Linked DNA regions of Mus musculus: region 1 is linked to region 2. The links are chromatin contacts, called in public Hi-C maps. All regions are on one chromosome and are shown on one strand. Each heading gives the region's core, a stretch centred on a gene start, on an enhancer-like site or on the middle of the called end of the contact. The rest is flanking DNA. Distances are from core to core; before and after follow the strand shown. Region 1 overlaps Pde11a (phosphodiesterase 11A). Region 2 has its middle 12 kb from the start of Ttc30a2.

The links. A called contact is a pair of places that touch in the nucleus more often than the background predicts.
Region 1: a Hi-C map of the N1E-115 cell line shows a contact between it and region 2, with 5 times the contacts expected there. The contact joins two enhancer-like sites. A contact is called at or near these places in 16 of 39 promoter capture datasets (the 3T3-L1 cell line, 3T3-L1-derived adipocytes, the HPC-7 cell line and 9 more), 25 of 484 Hi-C or Micro-C datasets (the 3T3-L1 cell line, 3T3-L1-derived adipocytes, the HL-1 cell line and 15 more), 18 of 115 datasets of contacts at active chromatin or transcription factors (bone marrow-derived macrophages, craniofacial prominence, embryonic basal ganglia and 9 more) and 1 of 9 other capture datasets (embryonic stem cells).

What each region holds. Positions count from the first base shown.
Region 1 is chr2:76,066,497-76,071,979 of GRCm38.p6, reverse strand. The region is part of intron 12 of Pde11a (phosphodiesterase 11A); the gene reads left to right. Among named protein-coding and RNA genes, the nearest start is that of Gm52518, 33 kb to the right of the region's middle. Within about 2 kb of position 1,714, at least 252 of the 459 cell types and tissues checked have an H3K27ac peak or open chromatin away from gene starts, as enhancers often do. A contact at or near this core is called in the N1E-115 cell line, bone marrow-derived macrophages, cerebellum and 5 more, where this site is marked.
Region 2 is chr2:75,963,284-75,969,128 of GRCm38.p6, reverse strand. No RefSeq gene overlaps it. Among named protein-coding and RNA genes, the nearest start is that of Ttc30a2, 12 kb to the left of the region's middle. Within about 2 kb of position 4,473, at least 130 of the 459 cell types and tissues checked have an H3K27ac peak or open chromatin away from gene starts, as enhancers often do. A contact at or near this core is called in the N1E-115 cell line, bone marrow-derived macrophages, cerebellum and 5 more, where this site is marked.

The DNA of each region.
Region 1 (5,483 bases), core at 465-2,964, 110 kb before region 2:
AGGAAGCTTCTTTGAGGAGGAGTGAGAACTACACCTGCAGGTATAAGGATACATATTTAGAATACAGTTAGACATCTACTGTACCCTTGGGGGAAATAGCCATGCTAGGTTCTCCTCTAGGGTCCTTGATCTTGCAAGTCATAGGTAGTTGGCTAGGTTTACAACACTAAGCATGAGTTCCTCCTCTTAAGCAGGATACAAATCCAAGTAGACAGCTGTTGTCACCTCCGAGATATCAGTGTCACTATTGCAACTTTCCTTGAACCTTTGATGAGTGCTGGTCGTTGTATGGTTGGGAAGCTCAGCAGGTGGGTGGGGCTATTCATTGTTTTTCTGCTTTGTCAACTTGCATAGTCATTTCAGGTACTAGGAAAGCTAGTTTTCAGGGCTGAGGCTTCCAGGTCAGTTCTAGCTTTATTCCTGCAACGACTATATCTGACGTATGTAGCATCTCTAGGAACAGGCCTTGCCTGCAAGTTCTGAGAGGCAACCACTAGCTACAGCAATAAGCTGTGTTATTTTGGAAGTTTCTTCCAACTCTCTTGACCAACAAATCTAGAGAAAGTTTTCCCTGCCTGTCTAGCATTGGGTGTTTTGTTAGATAGTCTAAAGCTCCTGAGAGAATAGTATCACTCCCAAGTGTCACTTCATTTAAACTGTATAGATACATATACACACACACACACATGTTGCATATTTGTGTGTTTTAAGAAACATAAAAATGTTTCCCTACAATTTTTTTCAAACACCCTTAATGCTATGTATCCCTCCTCCCTCCCTCTCCCTCTGTGCGTCTCTCCCTCCCCTCTTCCCAGTTAAACCCCCCATCTCCTCGTTTCTATGTACACAGCATCTGTGTTCCACAGCATCCGCTCTCCAGACCTCCACCCCTCCCCACAACCCCAGTTTCCCTTCCTCAATTCTGTGGTCACATTAGGTTGAACTTTTGATCATCTTGCCTCTGCTTCTCAAGTTACCACCAGCCAACAGGAAGAAAGGCAGGGAGGGAGGGAGCAAAGGAGGGAGGGAAGGAGAGAGGAAGGGAGGGAGGGACAGAAAAAGAGAAGGAAGAAAGGAGGGAGGGAAGGAAGGAAGGAAAGAAGGAAGGAAATTTTTGACTGAAAGGACGCCCGATGTGTGCTGGAATTTCCTCTAGATGGCGCTCCAAGGCAAAGTTTCCCAACCAATCCGGAGGCGGGGTGTTGGGGGGGGGGGGGGAGGAAGCAGTGAGCGGTCAAACCTTGACCAACCTTCCTTGAAAGTGCTTCTTTTCTTCTGGCGCGACAGATTCAGGCCAGTGCAAAAATAAATGTTTTCTTTAAAATATTCACCAACAAAGCCGGTCTGTCGGAACAGAGCCCCTTCTATGAAGATGGGCCTGTTTTATGACTGTGCGTTAGCAAGAAGAATCCTGCCTCCTCCACGTGACTTGAAATTTGATCGCGCATTTTCCTAACCCCATTGTCTAGGAGAAGGGGGAAGTTGCGCAGCTGGGCACTGCTGAACGGGTTTGGAACCACAAACTTCTGGACACTCACATGCATATTTGCACCAACTTCCTAGCTTTTATCTCTAAAATTATTTCACACAGAGAAAATAAGATTATTCACTCAAAATGGTTTGCAACAGCATCCAGCCTCATGTTTAGGAAACCAAATAACTTTAGCTCCTTAGAAATCAAAGGAAACAAAGGGGAAGTTTATAGCACGAGCAGTTTTATTCAGACGTGGGTGGATATTTCATTCACCCAGAAACCCATTGATCGATTATTGATTTGTTCCATGCACCTCGCTGGAAATTTTTTTAAAATTGCGGAATCAAAGCTTCAAGGTTACCTTTTATTTGAAGGAAATACCTATATAGTTAATTTTTTTTCCTGAGCTTTGCCTTCCTCTAATAAATATACTAGATAATGCTTTCATCAACCATGGCTAGACAGAGACTAAAAACCTATATACCAATGGTATCTATACAAATTCTCATTGTTTATGTAAGGAGAAAGGAATGCTAGCCCGTTGTGCACATGTGTAATGAAAGATTATGACCAGGGCTCCTGTACTGACAGGGTAAACCAGATATAGGAATGGATTTTTTTTTTTTTTGCTTGTATTCTGTAGACTAAAAGGCGTGCCTTGATGTCTAAGTTACAGACATACTTTTTGTTTGCATTATAAATGGTGTGTACTCTGACAGATTTTCCAAGGGGAACAGAAAGGGTCCTTAAGAGTCAGGATTCTTTAGTGTCTTATAAATAGACTCTTTATCACCTAGGGCATTGCCCTGCTTCCCGTAGGGCTCAATAAAGATTAATTGAATGAGTGAATTTATCTTAGGGAAATATTATTTGAAGAACTATGTTGCTCAGCGTCCGGGATTTTGGTTTTTGGTTTTTTTTTTTTTAAGCACTATAATGACGAACAACTTTCATTGCTCAAAATCTCGCTCTTATCGCATCACGCTAAGGTTCAGCTAGGGTTCATATAGGATATTATGATCTTGCAGAATTCGCTGGCTGTGAAAAGGGAAGAGCACGTGATCACATTAAAATTTATGGTGGTGCTGGCGGCATGGCGCTGGTGGGGACCGGCAGTTAAACACTAATAATAACCAAGTGTCACGGCACACACATTGACACCTCCTGACATTTACTGGGGATCCTAAATCTTCAGTGTGGAGGTAGTGTTCTTCAGTCCACCTTTGTGTTGTCAACAAGGTTATTTGGGGAGATAGCCACGCCATTTTATCAATAATTCAAGCTGGAGAACAGAAGGGACACTTAGGGGGGAAATCTGTCCCAGCCTCAAGCTGGAGCATCTCACGCGGTCTAGTGACTGACGTTCTCAGATAAGTCCTGATCCTTGAGGTCAAAAAATTTCCCCCAAAAGGAATCTCTCTGGAATACAATTAGAGCTCTTTGTTTGCCCCCTTGGGAAGGACAGAGGCAGCCAGTTGTTAAATAAAACATTTCAGTAGCCAGAACCCGCATCAGGAGACAGAATCAAATTCCTTGTGTCATTGGCAGGTTACAATAAGTTCTGTGACTGGCTGCACTGAAGTAAATGGTAATCATGTCTGAGGTCTCCAAAAAGCATCCTCCCTCGCACCACCTCGCCAGTGTACGTAATCACACTTCCCTTAACAAAACTGCTGTGTTCTGTAGCTTTGCTATAGTAGTAAAATCAAATTTGCACGTTGGAAAAAAAACATTTAAATCTTCACGTAGATGTAACAGAAACATGTGGCAAATTTTGTATTTAGGGAAGGAGTGGTGTTTAATGTTTCTGCAGAACATCAGCTGTGGACCTCATAAATTATCAGTGGAATGGACCAGTTGGAGACAGTGGTTCAGGCAAGTTTAAGGTTCCTGCCCTTCAGTTGTGTGAAATGGCTTTTATTTTTACTCTTTCCACCTGCATCGCAGAGCCTCCATCAGGCACTCCGTGCTTCTAACTGGCTTTCTCTTTATTCACATCTATTTTACAAAAGAAAAAAAGGCAAGGCCACACATAATTAAGAACCTGGTGCGCTAATAACCAAACATACAACGGGGCAGAAGGATCGTCCAATCCATTTCCTCTCACAGGAGAGTAACCTCCATAACTCACTTTAAGCATCACCGTTCGTGAGTTATGGGTCATTCCTCTCCTAGCGAAAATAAATTCTCCCGCACCATGAGCCTGCACTGGGTATTTTTCTTAGGACATGTAAATTGTAAAAGTGTACGGACATAATCGTGTCTGACATTACCAAGAAACTGTAAGCCCTGCTCCTGGGCACAGGCTTATAAGGAAATGCATGCAGTTTGGGGTCTGGGGTTGTCTAGTTACAAATTGGGATTCTTAAGGTTTTGGTTTTGGTTTTCAGAGTGAGTTTATTCTTGAGGTTTTTATGGTGTTGGTAAACTGCTTAATCTGTCGCTTTGTGTTTTATGATGCCAGCCCAATCCTTCAGGTCAGAGAGACCCAGCAGCCATCCATCACGGCTTCCATTTTCTGCACTGTTTAGCTTGCTAGTGCCACTTTCTTGGGACTGAAACCTGGCACCTAAGGGTGTTAAGTGAGGGGCTTTAAAAAGTTTTAAATTTTCACAGGTCTCATATTTAATCCTGGTTCACTGGTGGCAAATAAAGTGTGGGGTAAGCTTTGAAGAGTCCCTGTATTCTTGAAATCCATCAACTGGGTCTTTTGGGATGCTTCAAGAGATCTGGCTTTCTGCACAATTAATATGCATCAAGTGATCTCTCTGTGTGCTCAGACACCTGTGATATTATAGTGTGCTCACTCGTAATTTATCGTAAATAAAATATAAACTGTATTTCTAAACATACCCCACCAAAAAAAAAAAAAACCCCAAAGACACACGTTCTTAATGCTAAAAGCTAAGGCTTTGGGAATCCAGTGATCATCTTTTGGTTCTTTGCAAAATGCACGCAGTAGATGTGAAAGAGACACGGGTCTGTATTTTGTGCATCCAACCCTCAGTTTCCTTGAGCATTCTTCCAGGTTGACGTCCCTTTTAATTGATGCATTATTCATTTTTAAAATCTGAATTCTTTTTTAACATTTTTAAAAGATTATATATTTATTTATGTTTATGTGCTCAATTTGCACGTGTACCTTCGTGCCAGAAGAGGGCACCATACCCCATTACAGATGCTTGTGAGCCACCATGTGGTTGCTGGGATTTGAACTTAGGATCTCTGGAAGAGCAGTCAGTGCTCTAACTACTGAGCTAGCCTATGATGCCTCTTCTTAAGCCTTGCTACAGCACTTGGTTGGGGTTTCCCTCTTAGCATTCTGTTCTTCTTTTTGCACATTTTACCAAAATGTGAAAGAAGAAATATGTTGTCTGATTTTTATATGACTACACCAGGACTTTCAGAGAATGAAAGAAAGTTGCCAGCCATCATAAGTAATTCCAGCATTCAAGAGGCTGAGGCAGGGGGATTGCTGTGAGTTCAAGGCCAGTCTGGGGTTAGATAACAAAACACTTTCTCCAACAAAAACAACAACAAAAATGAAAACAAAATAATGTTGACAGATGCCAGAAATTTGTATTGAAATATTCTTGCAAACAAATCAAACAAAGTAATTGTAAGTACAGGTCGGAAAAGACCACAAAGACAGAGTCCACTGAAGTTAGGCAGTGGACTTCTATTTTTAATGATTTTACAGTTCCAAAACATTTATATTTATATTATAGTGATAAGTCTTAGAAGCAGTTAAAAATAACTAAATATAATAGATAAAATCAACCTAAAAATGTTTCATTTATGCTTTAAATATCTACTCGACACAAGAATTTTTCAAGACAGAGCTTTGGCACTTCTCCTTTCTAAGACTTGCCTAGACCAGCGTTTGCAGCATTACTTGAAGGCAAGAATCACCATTTGCACCAAACACACCTTGGGGTTTAGGATCTGATACCAAGTATGTTCTGAAATCCCCAAACGTAGAAGAAAGCTGTTTGGGGATAGACTGTAA
Region 2 (5,845 bases), core at 3,224-5,723:
GGCATTATAGAATAATTTGTTCTTTTCTTTTTGCTTCTTCTCTTCTCTTCTCTTCTCTTCTCTTCTCTTCTCTTCTCTTCTCTTCTCTTCTCTTCTCTTCTCTTCTCTTCTCCTCTCCTCTCCTCTCCTCTCCTCTCCTTCTCTCTCTCTCTCTCTCTCTCTCCCTCTCTCTCTCTCTCTCTCTCTCTCTCTCTCTCTCCTTTTTTGACATGGTCTGAATATATAGCCCTGGCTAGCCTGAAACTTGCTTTGTAGACCAAGCTAGTCTTGAACCCACAGAGGTCTGTCTGCATCTGCCTCCTGAGTGCTGGCATTAAAGGTGTGTGCCACCACACTCAGCAGGATAACTTTTCTTTAGTACATTTGTGGTATCGTCCAGGAGTTGATGAATTCTTGTGCATATTTCTAAATATTCTTGTAATTCACTCTTCCTTGAGAGCTAGACTCATTATCAGGTATCAGGTATATAGAATAAAAATTTTAAAATCTTTGTAAAGACATTTGCCTGAAAACCTGACCCCATTAATACTGACCATATGATCTTTTGAAATTCAATAGATTGGTTTATTCTGTGTGTGTGCATGTGTGCATGTGTATGTGTGTGTATGTGTGTGTGTGTGAGTGTGTGTGTATGTGAGAGAGAGAGAGAGAATAAACTTGTGTATAGGTGGAATGTACACATGCCAAGTGAATGCATGTCACACAAAAGAAAGAAAGAGAAAGACAAAGGACAGCCTTGGGTGTCACTCTTCCCAGATATCAGTCACCTTGTTTTTTTTGTTGTTGTTGTTGTTGTTTGTTTGGTTGGTTTTTTTTTTTTTTTTTTTTTTGAAGCAGGGTCTCTCTCTGGCCTGGGACTCACATGTTAAGCTGCTGGTCCCAAGGATTTGTGTGTCTCCATGTCCCTGGCCCTGGGACTCCAAGTGTGCGTCACCCCACCAAGTCTTTTCATATGGGATCTGGGAATGAACCCAGGCCTGCATGCTCACACACTAAACACTTTACTGAGCTGTCTTTCCAGCCCTATTTTCTTGGGATAACATTCACTTAAATATCTATAAATAGAAAATTAAACACAGGGTGTGGTCCCTGGTAGGTCAGCCACACCCATGAGTATATGAGCAGCACAGATTATGCTGGGCCAGTTGCTAGATTGTGAAGAGTTTGGTAAAGAGTGAGGGTAAATATGATCAAGACATATGACATCCTCAAGGAACTAATAAGAATTACATTTTTAAGAAAGTTAAACTGACCTACTTTAATGATCCCTAAATCTAAAGTCTGCCTACTTTATTTTGACCAAAACACAAGGTAGATATTAATCCCCTATAATCAGAAGCTTGTATGGAAAACATATGCTGCAAATGTCACATTTCCTCCATATCAGTGTAAGGCTTTTTCAGGGAAACCTCAGACATAATAGAATGAAAATGAAGATGGCAAGGGCACTAATTCATGTGCAGTAAAAACCTCGGTGTGCCAGGGAAGCAACCCGGCCTTCCCCACAATAGATAAACAGATAAATGATCTACCTGATGTGATATCTCAGCTTTGGCCCTAACAAGTGATAGCCCTGGCCACAGGGAAAGCTCCACATAAAAGTTCAGTTCTTTCTAAGAATTCCCTCGGTGCTTGGTGTACCCCACTGACCCAGCCCAACTTCTCCTAAACTGTTGGCCACGCAAATTCAAAACAGGTGGTCCTTGGCTGGTCACCTGATTTACTGATATAATATGCAGGAAAGAGTGTCTGTCCTTAGGCTTTATCGACTGCTACTGCCACCTTGTCCCCTACACACACACACACACACACACACACACACCCCAAAGCAAAAATCCTTCTATGAAATCTAAAATTCCAGTTGCTGATCTCCTGGCTGATGTCATTGCCAAAGCACCACCATGAGGCCTGTGACAGTCACAGTGGGAACCTGCCTCTCCCTGGGGTTTCCATCTGTTGCCATCAGAGAGAGCCCCTTTGGGGAGCTTCCATAAATGCCTAGCGCCCTCTTGCACCCCATGGGGTGCAGAGTCTTTTATATTAGTCTTCTTTAGGATTAGCTGTCGTTAAGATTGAACATACTTAATTTTCTACAGAGTAAAAAGGCTTGGAGAAGTACAGAGCTGCAGCTGAGTTTTTAATCCATGTCTACATCATTGTGTTATGTTCTAAAGTACTATGCAAATATTACCAAATGAAAATTCAATCCGTGGAATCCATGTCTTTGCAAGAAGAGCTTATAACTTATGTACTGGGCTCATTATTATAAAATTTACGTTTAAAGCAAATATTTCTGAGCTCTTATGACCATAAAATATTTTTGCTTTGTTTTGTTCTCTTAATTTTTACAAGGGAACCCCAAGGACTCACTGAGAGTCCACAGAAACGACACAATGGGTGAAGCAGGGAGCACACATCACGATGAGAGGTTTCCACACCAGCCTTCTGTGGGGCAGCTTTAAACACATACTCAGCTGTTAATAGCTGGGGTTTCACAGTGGTAACCTGCTGCAGGTCAGAACTAACTGAAAACTGAGTGTATGCACCCAGCAGGAGAAGAACAATGGTCACCTTTATTACTGGAGAAATGAAGTTTGTGTTAGTTTCCCAGGAATGTTGAACATGAAAAAAGACTTCATAAACACAGCTTTTCTCTCATCACCACATCTCCCACAGGTATGGCTGCCATCAGGGCACCTCTACCCTGCTCCTCAAGGGATAATGAATTAAACATTTGGATTGATTTTGTTTTTTTGTTTTTTTTTTTAAGCTTTCATTTTCACGTGTCAATTCCTCAGAGAAAGCAGACTCTAAGGGTGAAATTGGAAAACAAAAACAAAACAAAACAACAAAAACAAAAACTCTCACTTCAAGTTCCAGAGAAAGACGGGAATACAGAGGACTTTTTATTCATCCAATGTGCCTTGACTTCAATGCGGTTTCCCAGAGCTGAGTCTAAACTGAGACATAGTGCCCAGGGAGAGTTTTCCTGAGCACATGGGTGTAAAGAAAATATGAAGATTAAAGCAAAGGGATGTGGGGATAGAATGAAGAGTGACTTGTAGAAAAGAGAGAAGAACACCAGAAATTGCAGGTACACAAACAAGAGACAGCTGCCCCTTTAAGGGTGTGGGCCGTGAGATGGCTCAGTGGGGCAAAAGCACCCTGACAGCCTGAGTTCAACACACAGGGCCCACAGTGGAAGTAGTAAGCTGACTCTGGAAAGCTGTATACACAGTCGCACACACATGCACATAGATGTGCTCGCACACGCCCCATCATCATCATCAACAACAACAACACTAAGAATAAAAGAAAGGATGTAATAATGACTGTTGTAGCCATAAACACAAGCGTGAGGTCTCTTGCCTCAGCTCTATCTAAAGTGTGATACACACAGTAACACCGAGGGAATCTCATTGGTGGCTTTGTGGAAGAGAATTCGTAAGTCGTAACACATGCTGCCCTTGGCTTTGACAAGAGCACCTCAGAGATGCCTGAGTGGTTAGAGTTTAGGAATCCTTGGTTTAGGTGAACAGAACACAGAATTTCTTGCAAGTGTCAAGGACTTCTGTCTCCAGAGAAATAACTCCACACTTTGCCAGCCAGCAACCGCCGAATGTCCTTGAGTGTCCCCCACCAGATTTATGAGAGAATGGTTTGAAACCTTCTAGACTTCTATTTCTCGTCTACAAACTTGAAAGTTGGTGGGGGGTGGGAGGGGAAATGTTCACATTTTGTTACGATTCTAGTCTTTGCTGATCTGATGTGAGTGGTTTGTTTTTTGGTTTAGTTTGGTTTGATTTGGTTTGAGGGTTGGGAGTCCTCTTTACCCAGCTCACCAAATCGAACTATTTGATGGATTACAAGTTCCACCAGTAGAGGGGGCCTCAAGGCTTCAAAACTCATGGGAAAGGCTTGAAAGAACCTTTGCTAGAGGGAACAGAATCATCTGCTTGTTTGGCAGATGCCCTAGCCGTCCTCTCTCTGAGTAGCTTTGAAATGAATGCAGTAGCAAGCTGCAGAGTCAGTCTGACAGAGGGCGGGGTAGTCACAAGTGAGTGTGAAATTCAGCATTCAGCTTTCTCAGTGCTCTGGTTGGCTATGGTAAATGTCTGGATAAAACAGCAAAAGTCCGATGCGCAACACTTTTTTTTTTAAATCTATGTGGCAGCTGTGGGCTGACTAGGCAGCACCCATCTGCATGCATCCTGTGCTCGAATTTGGAAAGCTGGATCTTAAAGAGCATGGGTTCCAGCTCCCACCTTCCACAAATGAACGGGAAATCTGAAAACTCTGTCATGTTACTAACATGAAGATGGGAATGTGCTTGTCTGGGTGGAAATGGCACTGGCAGCCTGGTTACTATGCCCTGGGAGCCGCGCACAACTTTCGAGAGGTCATCTCCATGCCACGGGTCCCCTTTCCCAGAAATAAAAGCAGAGCAAAAGATTAGCTCTCGCTGCCCAGTGTGTGGCGCTCGTCACATGAAAACGGTGGTGATTTCACCGGCTCCTTGCGGTCAGTCCTAGGGCCTCTTGCTTTATTCTGCCTTCACTTTATGAGTTCGGAACAGATTACAGCTCAGCAGTAGCAAAACATAAATGTATCGCTCCATCATGAACACTGCGATGACAAGGACAATCTAGGCGGAGTCAGAGACTGTGAAAATGAACACATGTGAGTTTGTCTTCTCTTTCTTTTCTTTTCTTTTCTTTTCTCTTTCTTTCTTTCTCTTTTTTCTTTAAGAGTTTATTTTGGCTCCTGGTTGGAGGTTACATTTTATCATGACAGAGAACTCACAGCAGCAGGAACTTGAGGGAGCTGATTACGTCATGCACCCTGTAGGGCTGGTGAGGTCGCTCAGCAAGGGAACGGCTGTCCATGCAAGCCTAGAGACCTGCGTTCAAGGCCCATACCCAAAGTAGGAGAGCACTAACTTCCAAAAGTTATCTTCCTCACTCCCACCCACCATGTAAGCACACAAAGTAACAGTGGCCAGTAAACATAATTCAAGAGAATAGGAAGAAGGAAGCTGGGTTAAGCTCACATCCACAGCCGAAGATTTTAAGAGGCTGAATGGGCACCCATCCCTGCCAGGGCCCCACCCCAGGCGCACGCTGAAGCCAGGCAACAAAACTGCCCGAGCTCCAGGATATTGAATTTGGGCTCGGGGAAACCCAGACATCATGTAATCGCAGTTTGAAATTACAGCATCTAATAAAAGCCCACAAACTTGCCATTTAAAAAAAAAAAATCACTTATAAAGCTCTGTATTTGGTAGAAGGTAGGAGATGGAAAAGCAATGGAATGCAGGAGAAATGTCTGCACAAGGTCAAGTGTCCCCAGGGCGAGCACAGACAATGGCTGAACTGTCCTCTAAGGGAATGACCCTCTGAAGGGAAGGGAAGGAGAGCGGCCAGGAAGAGAGCCTTATTCGGAGTACCCTAGCAAGGACCACCCACCCGTTTCTTCTGTCCACATGCTTGCTCTGTGATGAAGCCAGTGAGCTTCTCCTCCTTGCCAAGGGAATTGACGTCGATGGACCCTCGCAGTTTGAGGGAGGTACTGAGCACATTGTGGCTGTGCACCTTGTGGTTGTGGGGCCCAGTATGATCACACAAGGCCACACATGCTTGGCTTAATCCTCTCCTAGCAACGCTGTTAAATCCCTAATAATTTATGAACAGGCAGCTCTGCCCTTATATTTTGTGTGGAGTTTCAACAGTTACGCAGTTAGACATTTCTGTACGTCTGTTTGCCTTCCCTACAGAGCCTGTTGGCCCATGCTAATCCTTTCAACAGGCCTGGCCATGGCTGACTGAGCTGTTTCCCCCCTGTGAGC